2 separate regions of the Mus musculus genome follow, and region 2 is linked to region 1. Evidence: chromatin contacts called from public HiChIP or PLAC-seq data. All regions are on one chromosome and are shown on one strand. The core of a region is the stretch at or near the end of the contact, and the rest is flanking DNA. Distances in the headings are between cores, read along the strand shown. Region 1 has its middle 18 kb from the start of Slc46a1. Region 2 holds the start of Poldip2 (polymerase (DNA-directed), delta interacting protein 2).

Region 1 (5,842 bases), core at 2,426-4,925:
CTGCTAGGGTTCAGACTGTAACAAGGGTGTTGAGAACTTAACTCTCATCTTCTGGAAGAGCACTGAACCATCTCTCCAGCCCCAGGTTTTGTTTTTCTGAGGCAGGGTTTTGTTGTGTAGCCCAGGCTGGCTTTAAACTCTAAATCCTCTCTCTGCTCCCAACTGCTGTGTGTGTCGCCATATTCTTGAGGAATCTCATTTTGACACTTCCTTTTAAAAGACTTCAGTAGGGGCTAGAGAGATAGCTCTACACTTAAGAGCACTGGCTGCTCTTCCAGAGGTCCTGAGTCCAATTCCCAGCAACCATATGGTAGCTTATAACCATCTGTAATGAGAGATCTGATGGCCTCTTCTGGTGTGTCTGAAGACAGCTACAGTGTACTCACATACATAAAATAAATAAATCTTAAAAAAAGACTTTCAGTAGCACTTTATTATAACACCCAAGGCTCTTCCTGCCCTGCCCTGCCCCTGGCACCATTACACTTTGGGGAGCATGACCACACTGCACAGAGTCTGACACCTGTCACAGCTCCCTGCTTGAAAGCTGATCTCCCCACCAGCATTGCAACATCTTCCTATTCCACATACCAGTGTCCCTCCGAGACCCCCTTCCCCAGGAAACCCACTCTCTGTCACTCTGTTAACTTTTCCTGGGGAGACAGACGTCTACCCAGCCCAGATAGGGCACCAAAGGCAGACCTGTAAGGTCTCTGCAACCTTCTTGGCCAGTGGAGTGACAACAGCAGAGATAGACAAGGAGGCAGTCCTGCTCAGCACAACTCAGGAGCCAGTGTCGGTTCAAACCGTGGGCGTCTGACTCTGTTTATTTCAGGCATATTTAAGCAAAGCACAACTTAGCGAAAGTTATTCTGGTGATAATTACCTCAAATCCGTCTCCACAACAAAGCACACATAAATCTCTTCGAGGAACAAAGTAAGCTACATACGGATCAGACATGATGACATTGAAATTATATTTCAAGTCTATAAAAATAGATTCTTTAGATTAACTGGGGAAAACTTTTTTTTATCGGTGTTGGAAAATCTGTGGCACACAGATAGTGCAGAATTCACCAGACTAGAAAAGACAACCTCCAGCTGGCCGATGGTGGTGCACCCCTCTAATTCCAGCACTCAGAAGGCAGAGGCAGGTGGATCTCTGTGAGTTCCAGGACAACCAAGCTACACAGGGAAACATGGCTCAGTGGTTAAGAGCACTGACTGTTCTTCCAAAGGTCCAACTACATGGTGCTCACAACCATCTGTAATGGGATCCGATGCCCTCTTCTGGTGTGCCTGAAGACAGCTACAGTGGACTCATAAACATAAAATAAATCTTTAAAACAACAATAAAAAAGCAAACAAAGACAATTTGCACTCCAGCCTCTGGAAGGAGAACAGGCTTTGCATTCCTTCTCTTGAAAGGACAACCCTGCGTGCCTAACATTCCAGGTTCCCCTGGTCTATGAGTACAGAGACCTCTTTGTCCCTACACAGATCAAAGCAGGATCCTACCCATGTCTAGCTTGGTGAACCCATGAGCTTGCTGTGTTTTCTAATAGAACCATGTTGTTTGTTCGTGTGACCTGCTCCAAACAGCTGTGTCACCAAAAAGTCTCATCCATCACAAGTGATGAGTTCCCATTACTGCATAGGTGGAGGCTCACAGCCATTTAACCTACTATTACCAATGGTCTCTGTTTCTAGGTTCTTGGTGTATCCTGTGGATAACTTACACTCAGAGAGAGAGAGAGAGAGAGAGAGAGAGAGAGAGAGAGAGAGAGAGAGAGAGAGAGGAGAGAGGGGAGAGGAGAGAGAGAAGAGAGAGAGAGAAGAGAGAGAGAGAGAAGAGAGAAGAAGAGAAGAGAGAGCATGCTGGGGCTTCCTTAGTAGGTCCAGGAGGAGAAGTTGGTTGTTAAGGGCAGACTGTAGGTGGTTTTCAGTTCCAGTTGACAGGTGTGGGTTACATAAGCCTTTGTTGACTAACTATACATGTCCTTTCCTGTGATGAATCTGATCGCAATCACAGTTGTGTTCAATTATGCAGCGGCATAAGATAGTAAGTAGAGTTTTTCTTTAAAAGTTGATTTGGGGGCTGGCGAGATGACTCAGTGGGTAAGAGTACTGACTGCTCTTCCAAAGGTCCTGAATTCAAATTCCAGCAACCACATGATGGCTCACAACCATCTGTAATGGGATCTGACGCCCTCTTCTGGTGTGTCTGAAGACAGCAACAGTGTACTTATTTATAATGATAAATAAGTCTTTGGGCTGGAGTGAGCGGGGTTGACTGGAGAGAGCAGAGGTCTGAAATTCAATTCCCAACAACCACATGAAGGCTCACAACCAGCTGTACAGTGTACTCATATACATAAAATAAATAAATAAAATCTTTAAAGGTTTATTTTGACTCAGTCTGCCTTCCTATATATGTACCCCAAACCAGTCTGAGCTGGATGGACCCTCAAACCACTACTCTCAGAATACATACCAGGATGCTTGGCCACAAATGAGGAGTTACTAAGGGCTGGTAAGCAGCTGCAGGTCTGAGTGAGCTCACTGCTATTGGAGAGGCATTTGTGTGCAGCTTGGTGTGGGTGGGGCCCTGAGTTACTATGTGCATTGGTGGGAAAGGGTGTGTGTATAGACCAAGCTATGCAGGGTCCCTAGTTGCTAAGCAATCCCTATGATTGCTGGTGTCATAGATACACTAGCAACATCCAAGACCATACAAAGCTTCTGTGAAAAGAATGCCAACAGTTCCAATCTGTCTGAGCGGCTATTGTGGGTACACACAGCTGTTTTTTTGTTTTGTTTTGTTTTGTTTTGGTTTGGTTTGGTTTGGTTTTTCGAGACAGGGTTTCTCTGTATAGTCTTGGCTGTCCTGGAACTCACTTTGTAGACCAGGCTGGCCTTGAACTCAGAAATCCGCCTGTCTCTGCCTCCCAAGTGCTGGGATTAAAGGCGTGCGCCACCACCGCCCGGCTCACAGCTGTTCTTATAAAGATGATAATGGCTGCTACAATCTGAGGACAGTACAGTATTCCACAACACCCATTCCAAGTAGGCGTTGCCAGATCCCTCTTTTTCCCTCAGTGAGGCCTGGACAATTGGCTCTCTGGGGGAGAAGTGTCTTTTCTTATGATTCCTGTTGTGCAATGCGTAACTACTTTGTTAGTGAAAAACGGAGGAAGGGATGTGTTAAGTCAGTATGAAGGCTGGGTTCAATCCCTGGCATTGTATAAACTGTGTGACTGCACGCACCTGTAATCCCAGCACTCAGGACATGGAAGCAGGAGGATCTGAAGTTCAGGGTTATCCTCTGCTATACGGTGAGTTTGAAGCTAGCCTGGGCTATAGGAAACCCTTTTTAAAATTAAAAAAAAAAATTTTAAAGAAAAAACATGCTGTCAGGTATGGTGGTTCACTCTTGGAACCTCAGCATTGGGAAACTGAGACAGGAGAACTACTGCGAGTTTGAAGAAACCAAATCAATCAAGAAAGAGTACTGTGTGGCTTCTGTGTTAGAAAGCTGAGGCTTCAGTTAACTGGATCTTCCCTGGGGTTCTCAGACTCCTCCTTGTGCTGGCCCCTTTGCAGAACACAGCACAAGCATTGGTGGCTCATTCAGATTCTGGACAAGCCATAAAGGAAGGCAGAACTAAGGGAGGGGAGACGCTTCCCCTGCTACGCTGACTCATGCAGCATGGTCTGGGAATCCCCAGCCCAGGCCTCACCCTCTGTTCCTGGGCGCACTTGACCATCTGGCCAGATACAGGCAGGTTTAAACCCATTCTCAGGCCAGACAATAATGATGTCACCTGCCCAGACTCAGCCCATCTTCAGAACATTCCCTAGCCACAAGGAACTGAATTTTGGCTATATATTTCCCCTTGAGGGAGCACTGCTTTGAAGAATATATAATGTATTTTGTTTATTTTTAAACATTGAAAATGCTCCATATCCTAAAGTATTTCAAATAGTTAGCCAATATTTCATTTTTAAAATTTTAAATTAGATGTATATATTTTAAGGTGAATATTTTGTGTGCTTGTGTGTGTGTGTGTGTGTGTGTGTACCACACATGCATACTTTATACCTGTGGAAGTCAGGAAAGGGTACCAGGTCCCTCAGAACTGGAGTTTTAGATAGTTATGATTCTATATTCTGGGAATCAAACCTGGGTCTCCTGCAGGAGCAATAATGCTCTTAACTGATGAATCATTTCCCCAGTCCTATATTTTACTTTTAAAATTAATTTTTTTTTTTTTGGTTTTTCGAGGCAGGGTTTCTCTGTGTAGCCTTGGCTGTCCAGGAACTCACTCTGTAGACCAGGCTGGCCTCGAACTCAGAAATCCACCTGCCTCTGCCTTCCGAGTGCTGGGATCAGAGGCGTGTGACACCACGCCCAGCTAAATTAAATTATTTTTAGGTGATTCGTGGGAACATAAAAATTGGGCTGAAGAGTTGGCTCAGCAACTAAGCACAAGTGTTGCCCTTATGGAGGACCAAGTTCAGTCTCCAGGACCCGCATCAGGCAGCTCACAAACACTTATAACTCCAGCTCCAGGGGACCCAGTGTCCTCTCCTGGTCTCTACAGGCAGTCAAATCACAACAACACACAAATAACATTGTATTTATACATAGATAGATAGACCAACCTGAGGTTTTGATGTACATATATATTATATATAGTGTGTATATATGTGTGTATATATATATATATATATATATATATATATATATATATATATATGATACATATATTTTTGTATATGTTATGTAATATATTACACAGTGGTTGTATTTTTTTTTCAAGGAATTTGCTGGAAGGCTAACTTTCAGAGTACCAAGAGTACAGTAAACAAGACAGTTCTGGGAATCCAGGGGAGCTTAGGAACTGAAGTCAACTGACACATTCTATCTGTGGGACATCACTAGCTGAGGACATTAGCAGTAACCTTGTCTGTCACTCAGAAACAGGCACTTCAAATGTCTCAGAGTGAAACTGCAGGTCTTCTGGCCTTTGTCTTGTGGTGTCTATAAATTGTAAAGGCTGCCACAGACACATGGAAAACAAAATTGGTTATTTTTTTCTGTGTTTGGCTAAGCCATAAATAAATCCAACATCCTTTCCCAATTTCTGTCTCCTGATTTCTTTTGGAAAACAGGGAAGGTGAGGTGGCAGTTACAGAGAAGACACGAGGAATTCAAGATTCTGGCCCTCGGGGAACAAAAGATTGACCTTACCCGAGTCACCCTTGGCAAGGTGTCTTGCCATAGTCTCCTCACAGCCGCTCCAGAGTGGCAGGTCCAGCCAGGCATAGTTTTTGGAAGACAAGAGGAATATTCTCTGGAGCAAAAGCTGATCTGACTTTACTCTCTTTTAGTTATGACTTGGGCAAATTCTGGACACGAAAGAACTCAGGAAGGGGAGGGTTTGGGGCACCTTGGATCAGTCTCCCACACCCTAAACCCTTGGCCCTACAACAGGTGGTCTGTTGAAGACAGACCCCATCCTGGCACAGGATGAGACTTGTGCAGTGTTCAGGGCTCACCACCCCACAAATAGTTCCAGGACTCACACTTGAGCCACAAGGTCTGTTCCCACCTCTGTGTCCTGGGACCTCCCCGTCCGTCCTCTTTTTCCTGTTCAGTCCTCTCCCTCTACAGACCTGCCCAAGCTGTTCTTGCTTGCTCCCTGGTGGCCATGCCTGCAATGTCCATCTGAAAAAAAGTCCCCAACCTGCCTGCACATCCTGAACGTGAGCCAGTGGGGTCAGCCAATGTATCTTCCAAGATACAAAGATGCCAAGAAAGTGTGAACCAGTGAGATGA
Region 2 (5,842 bases), core at 2,012-4,511, 65 kb before region 1:
CACAGAGACCCCATAGCACTTTTGTCTCCATGGGGATGAGTGCCAAAGAAACACTCTGGGATTATTTCCTTTATTTTAGTTGGTTGGGTTGTTTTGTTTTGTTCCTGTTTGTTTTGTTTTCTGAAACAGGGTCTCTCTACAAAGGCCTGGCTCTTTTGCAGTTCTGGAGCTCACTCTGTAAACCAAGCTGGCTTTGAACTCAGAGACCCTCCTGTTTCTGCCTCCCAAGTGCTGGGATTAAAGTGTACAGTACCACGCCTGGCTTGGGGTTATTTCTAAAGCCCAAGGGATGCTGTTTTTACCCCAACTGCATGTGTCTGCCACAAGTCAGGCCACCTGAGGACACCATGAGATAAGATAGAGAAACTTACTTTTCTGGAGTTGCAGAAGCCACATCCCGGTCATACAGTCTGGCCTGCCAGGGAAACAGGACGACCCCTCGGTAGCCAAAAACACTATGGAGGAATAGCTAGGAGGAGAGAGATCTCGATGAGCCTGCTGTCTCGAAGATCCATCCAAGTGGGCCCCGACCATAGCGGCCTGGGTAGAAGCAACTACAGCAGTCTCCCCAGCTTTGCCCTCAAACTACTGAAGTATTCTCATGCCTGTCACCAGGCTGACCCCAACCTTTCAGATCACCTTTGGCCTCCAGGGAACTTTCCTTGCCCTGCCCTCCTCTTACTGCAGCGCAGAGCCACTGATTATAACTGTCTGCTTTAAGGATTTGTTTTACTTTAGTTATATGTGTGGATCTGTATCTGGGTACCATGCACTTGAGTGCAGGGACCCAAGGAAGTCAGAGGCATTGGGTTACCTGGGGCTATGTGACTCTGGAGTCAGTTCTGTCCTCACCTTTACTTCTAGGCTTCCTCAGCAAGTGCCTTGACCAGTCGAGCCACATCGCCTGCTTCTTACTGTGTTTTAAGAGTATCACTACACTAGACCTCCAACTTGAAGTGATCCTTCTGCCCCTGCTTCTGGAGTGCTGGGATTTGATGCTATTATACACATATCTCCAGAAATCCATCTTTAACAAGTTTTGTGACTCTAGTGCACATGCATTCACACGTAAGAATACATACTATCAGTTGTTCTTTGATCTCCATGCCTGGGCGCATGCACACACGCACGTGTACACACATACCCATTCTAAATAAATCAATGTAAAAAAAAAAAACAAAAACAACCTTTTTTTTCTTAATTTGTGATTCTGAGCTGAACATGGTTACACACATCTGTAACACAAGTATTCCATAAGGGAACGAGTTTGCAATGTCAAGGTCACCGTGGGTTACAGAATGAGTCAAGGCTAAACTAAGCTACACAGAAGACTCTGCCTCAAAACAAGTCCAAAATTTATCTTGGTCAAAATGAAGATGGATTGAAACTTGGGGTGTAGCTCAGCAGATGGCATCTGTCTCTAAGACCGGTGGGCAAAGAGATGAAGAATGAAAAGATACAAATACCGCTGAGATTCAATATTCTGACCAAACTTAGCTGCATTCAGAAACAGAATAGTCCATGAAAATGAGAGGAGACCTAGCACAGTACCTACCTGCCCAGTCTCATATTTTCCATTTTGTTTTGGCACCTCAAACACACCAACTGTCTCCAGCACTTTGCCCTCTGCACGGTTCCTGAGTGGGAAGGAAAAGAACAAGCAAGTGAGACCCTGAGAAGACAGCAGTCCTTCGCCAGGAAAAATCAGACACGTGAACAAAGAAAGCCCCCTAGTACTCTGCAGGGTCAGGGCAATGACAGCCAAGGCCCAGGATGCTGCTTTTCCTCATTTAAGATCCAGCCATGGGCATCTACATGGTGAAGGTCTCCCAGTCTTCCAGGGTTTTGTGTGACTACTCCAAACTTACTTCCTTCTATCTTTACTTAGCATTTCCAAAGTCATTCTTATTCTTGCATATCCTGTTTCAATGCACACCTTCACCCACCCTCCGGGTCTTCCCCCCCCCCCACATGTTAACCATCCTTCCAACTTTGCATTTCAGTTCCTGGTATGCATGCCTTGAGTCCATTAAGGACCTGAGAGACATGCCTAGTGTGTAAGAGGTGCTCAAAAAGCATTTGTTCTGAGGCAAGCAGTTCTTCTGTCTCTACTTTTACCCACTGCTGCTTGGCAGTATACTCACTAAGCCTGGCATTTGCTACTTGGAAGAATTGTTCTGAACCAAAAATGGTTCCACACATCGGTAATCCCAGGGCTCTTAAGGCTAAGGCTGGAAAATAACAGGTTCTGGGCCCATCTGGCTACACAGCATGATTCTCCCAATCCTACACATTCAACTGTGCTGTAAATTCTAAGTCTTTACCCTGACCTCAGGACCTAGCATTTCTAGATTCTCAAAGGTACCCCACACAGTACACTTAGCACTGCCGTGTCTCCACCCAGTGTCTTTTCACATTTACTTGTCTTAAATAGCAAATACCTCCCTTAACCACTATCAGGTCATTTCCATCAACTTATCCTTTTAAATAGGATTAATTTTGCTATGGATCCATCAAAGCACTGTAATGTTACTTTGGAAATGTTAACTTCATAGCCAACTTTTCAATCCTGTCTGATCCCTACAAGGCTTTGTTTACACCGCCCCCCCCCCCCCGAGCCTCAACCCCTATTTCCCAAGTCACATGGGCAAAATCAGTCTCCCCAAGGTCACATGGAAACAGGACCCACAAAGGTAGACACTTAAATCGACTTGTTTCCCACAGAATAGCATATTTCTGAGAGTCACTGACCCAAAAGGGCCCGGGGATCCCTGTAGTTGTATTAAATGGCAGCCCACTCCAGGTGCCGGGGACCCCAGCCTGGGAGGCAGGATTCGCCTAAGAAGCGTTACTTGTTCTCCCTCGGAGCTGCCCTGCACTGCCAGGGCCCTGGGCAGTGCTCCCTTCTTTGCTCTTGGCACATGTCCCAAGCAGCCCGTGTCGGCTCTCTCCTCGGGACCCTTTCTCAGGTGGCACTCCGGCTGCCCAAACAGAGTCAGGCCTCCTGGCTTCCTTAGTAGCTAGGTAGAAAACGCTCCCTAGATTCTGGGCCCGGCTCCCTGGCCCCCTCTCTCCGTCCCTCACCGGGACGACAGATGCCTTCGGGTCGTCGCTGTGGCCACCGGCGGAAGGCCCCCTGCTCCACCGACCGCACACAGTGGCCTCGACCCTCGGGTCGTGGCCAGCGACCGAGACCACCAGCGGCTGCCCACTGCTAGGGCCCGTCGGGCCACACAACCAGCCATGTCCCGCCCGAGCGCCCGCTCGGCTGCTGACACAGGGCCCGACCCGCGGCGGGGCGCCGTCCCGCCCCCGCCCCACACTGCCCCGCGCCTAAGCCCCTCCCCTCGGGCCCGCCCCCCGCGGCCGCGTGGGCTCCTCCAGCTACATCCGGCGCCTGTGAGCGGAAGTCCGAGTTTGGGATCACCTGATCAGAGCGTGAGGCAGAAATGGCGTCTTCCTTGCTTGCCGGCGAACGACTGGTTCGCGCTTTGGGTCCTGGCGGAGAACTGGAACGGGAGCAGCTCCCCCGGAAGCTGCGTGCCCAGCTCGAGGCTGCTCTGGGAAAGAAACACGCGGGCAGTGATAATGCCACGGGACCCCGGCGCCTGGTTTCATTCCGTCTCATCCGAGATCTGCATCAGCACCTGAGAGAAAGAAGTGAGCGGTCCCCATTCAAGAGTCGCCGCGTTCTTTTCAGATCTAATCCCTTCTGAGGCGTATTTTCCCCCCATCACTCTCGAGTGCCTACCGAGTTCTCATATATCCAGTCCAAAAGCCTTCTCATAAACCCCAGGTTTACTACTTCCATCTTAACTTCCGTGAAAATTCTTAGTGTGTTACAAAACGTATTTTCAGATTTTGTTGAGTCCTCTTTTAGTGCCACCTAAGTCCATGTGAATTTTTTTAGGAAGTCGAGATTGTAGCCCAGTACTATCTGACAGGTTGAGTTTCTCCATTTGAGGGCCATATATCAATAGTGAGCATATCGTGTTTGGAAAAAGTGATTTTTTTTCCTTCCATCTCAAAGGTAAAGGTGCAAGCCCCAGTTTAGGGGTGAGGGTAGGGAAACGGTAACAACAACAAAAACTATTGAAAGATCTGGATTGAGTCGCATGTAGTTCTAGACATTGTAAAGAAGTCATTTCTCCTTTTCAGACCTATTTACTTATGTTAAGGTAGGGAATAGGGTAAACTGGCATGTAACTTACCTTGCCAGAGTTAACATATCCTGGCCAGAAGTGCAAAGGGTAGATGATCAACTATTTAGACTTAAGAGAATCTTAGAAAAAGATCCTCTAATACAGTGTCCGCTGAGTGTTTAGCATCACAACCCAATCCTGACTAGGACAGATCTATTATTTTCACAGAAATAACCTACCATTGGTAGTGGTGAGGTAGGGTTGGTAACGAAGACTGACAGTTAAAGTCCACTCTATGACACTAAAAAATACTTAGGTGGAATTGTCCTAAATCTTTCCTAGTTGAAAGTTATCTTGAGTAAAATGAAAAATAATTGAATAAACACAAGGAGAGAAAGAAAATGATCACAAGGTTGGGCATGGCACGTACCTGAAACCCAAGGGGCTGAGGCAGTAAGATTGTGAGTTGTCTAGATGAAGTACATGAGAATTCAAGAGACAGCTAGGTGTATCTAAATGAACTTAAGGTTAGACTGGTTTCATAATGAGTTCTGAGCCAGCCTGGTCTACATGATATGTGTATGTATATACATATATCAGCCTTGTCTCAACAATATATCTATATATGAGAGAAAGAAGTGAGCGGTCCCCAATCAAGAGTCGCCGCGTTCTTTTCAGATCTAATCCTTTCTGAGGCGTATTTTCCCCCATATCACTCTCCAGTGCCTACCGAGTTCTCATATATCCAGTCCAAAAGCCTTCTCATAAACCCCAGGTTTACTACTTCCATCTTAACTTCAGTGAAATATGATATATATATATATATATATATACGAGTTATATATGAAATATATGAGTTAAATATGAAATATATATGAGTTTACAGGGATGGCCGTGTTTTATTTGGGTAAAAATTAGGGCTACCCACTTCTGTCATCTTAGCTTTCCAGCCTCAGCTGCACGTGTCATTATGTGGAACCTTATTCTTTCCAGATTCCAGGCTGTATCTTCATGAACTCCTAGAAGGCAGTGACATCTACTTTCCAGAGATTGTGAAGCCTCCCCGGGTATGTAACAGAAATTTGTGAGAGTTGGGTACAGGTTTTATTAATCAGCTTTTGGGTTTGAAATCTTATATTTTAATTCTTTGGAAAAGCTGAGCTGTGGCTCAGTGGGATAGTACTTGACAAGGCCCTAGCACCAATAAATACATAAAATTTGGGGGCCAGTGAAATACCTCAATGAGTGGGGGCACTTGCTACCAAGCATGGCAGGCAACCTGGGTTCTGTCCTTAGGACCCCCATGGTGGAGGGAAAGGCTGACTCCCAAAGGTTATCTCTTCCCTGCACACATGTACTGCTGCTCGGGTTTATGTGCATGTACAAAGGATTTAAAAAAACAAAACCAAAAGCTGTTGGGAGTCTAAGATCAGGGAGAGAAACCTCTCTGACGGCTTTGGAAAACTGAGACTCAGTGAACCATTTTCCAAAGCAGTGCAAGCATAACAGGTGTGCGGTGTCCCAGCACCATTAGGAGTACAGTGGTCTTTGGAAACATGTAAAAGAATATCATTCTTCTCACGTGCTTATTTTTGTTTAGAATCCAGAGCTAGTTGCCCGGCTAGAGAAGATTAAGATACAGCTAGCCAATGAGGAGTATAAGCGGATCACTCGCAATGTCACTTGTCAGGTAAGGGCCT

Evidence for each region. HiChIP or PLAC-seq counts read pairs in DNA pulled down with a chosen protein or histone mark.
Region 2: a contact with region 1 is called in an H3K4me3 HiChIP or PLAC-seq map of bone marrow-derived macrophages, with 3 times the contacts expected there. The contact joins the promoter of Poldip2 here to the enhancer-like site in region 1. A contact is called at or near these places in 10 of 39 promoter capture datasets (the 3T3-L1 cell line, the C10 cell line, the HPC-7 cell line and 5 more), 3 of 15 datasets of contacts at CTCF or cohesin (CD8 T cells, the NIH/3T3 cell line and pro-B cells), 36 of 484 Hi-C or Micro-C datasets (8-cell embryo, B cells, the Ba/F3 cell line and 23 more), 14 of 115 datasets of contacts at active chromatin or transcription factors (the HPC-7 cell line, the SCID.adh cell line, bone marrow-derived dendritic cells and 6 more) and 3 of 9 other capture datasets (adipose tissue, liver and pancreatic islet).

What each region holds. Positions count from the first base shown.
Region 1 is chr11:78,445,229-78,451,070 of GRCm38.p6, reverse strand. No RefSeq gene overlaps it. Among named protein-coding and RNA genes, the nearest start is that of Slc46a1, 18 kb to the left of the region's middle. Within about 2 kb of position 3,675, at least 35 of the 459 cell types and tissues checked have an H3K27ac peak or open chromatin away from gene starts, as enhancers often do. A contact at or near this core is called in the CH12 cell line, bone marrow-derived macrophages, embryonic stem cells and 1 more, where this site is marked.
Region 2 is chr11:78,509,715-78,515,556 of GRCm38.p6, reverse strand. Poldip2 (polymerase (DNA-directed), delta interacting protein 2) reads right to left here and starts at 3,261. Exons shown (of 11, transcript NM_026389.3): 1 at 3,085-3,261; 2 at 1,556-1,637; 3 at 372-469. The coding sequence starts at 3,245. Tmem199 (transmembrane protein 199) reads left to right here and starts at 3,389. Exons shown (of 6, transcript NM_199199.3): 1 at 3,389-3,660; 2 at 5,136-5,209; 3 at 5,743-5,832. The coding sequence starts at 3,450.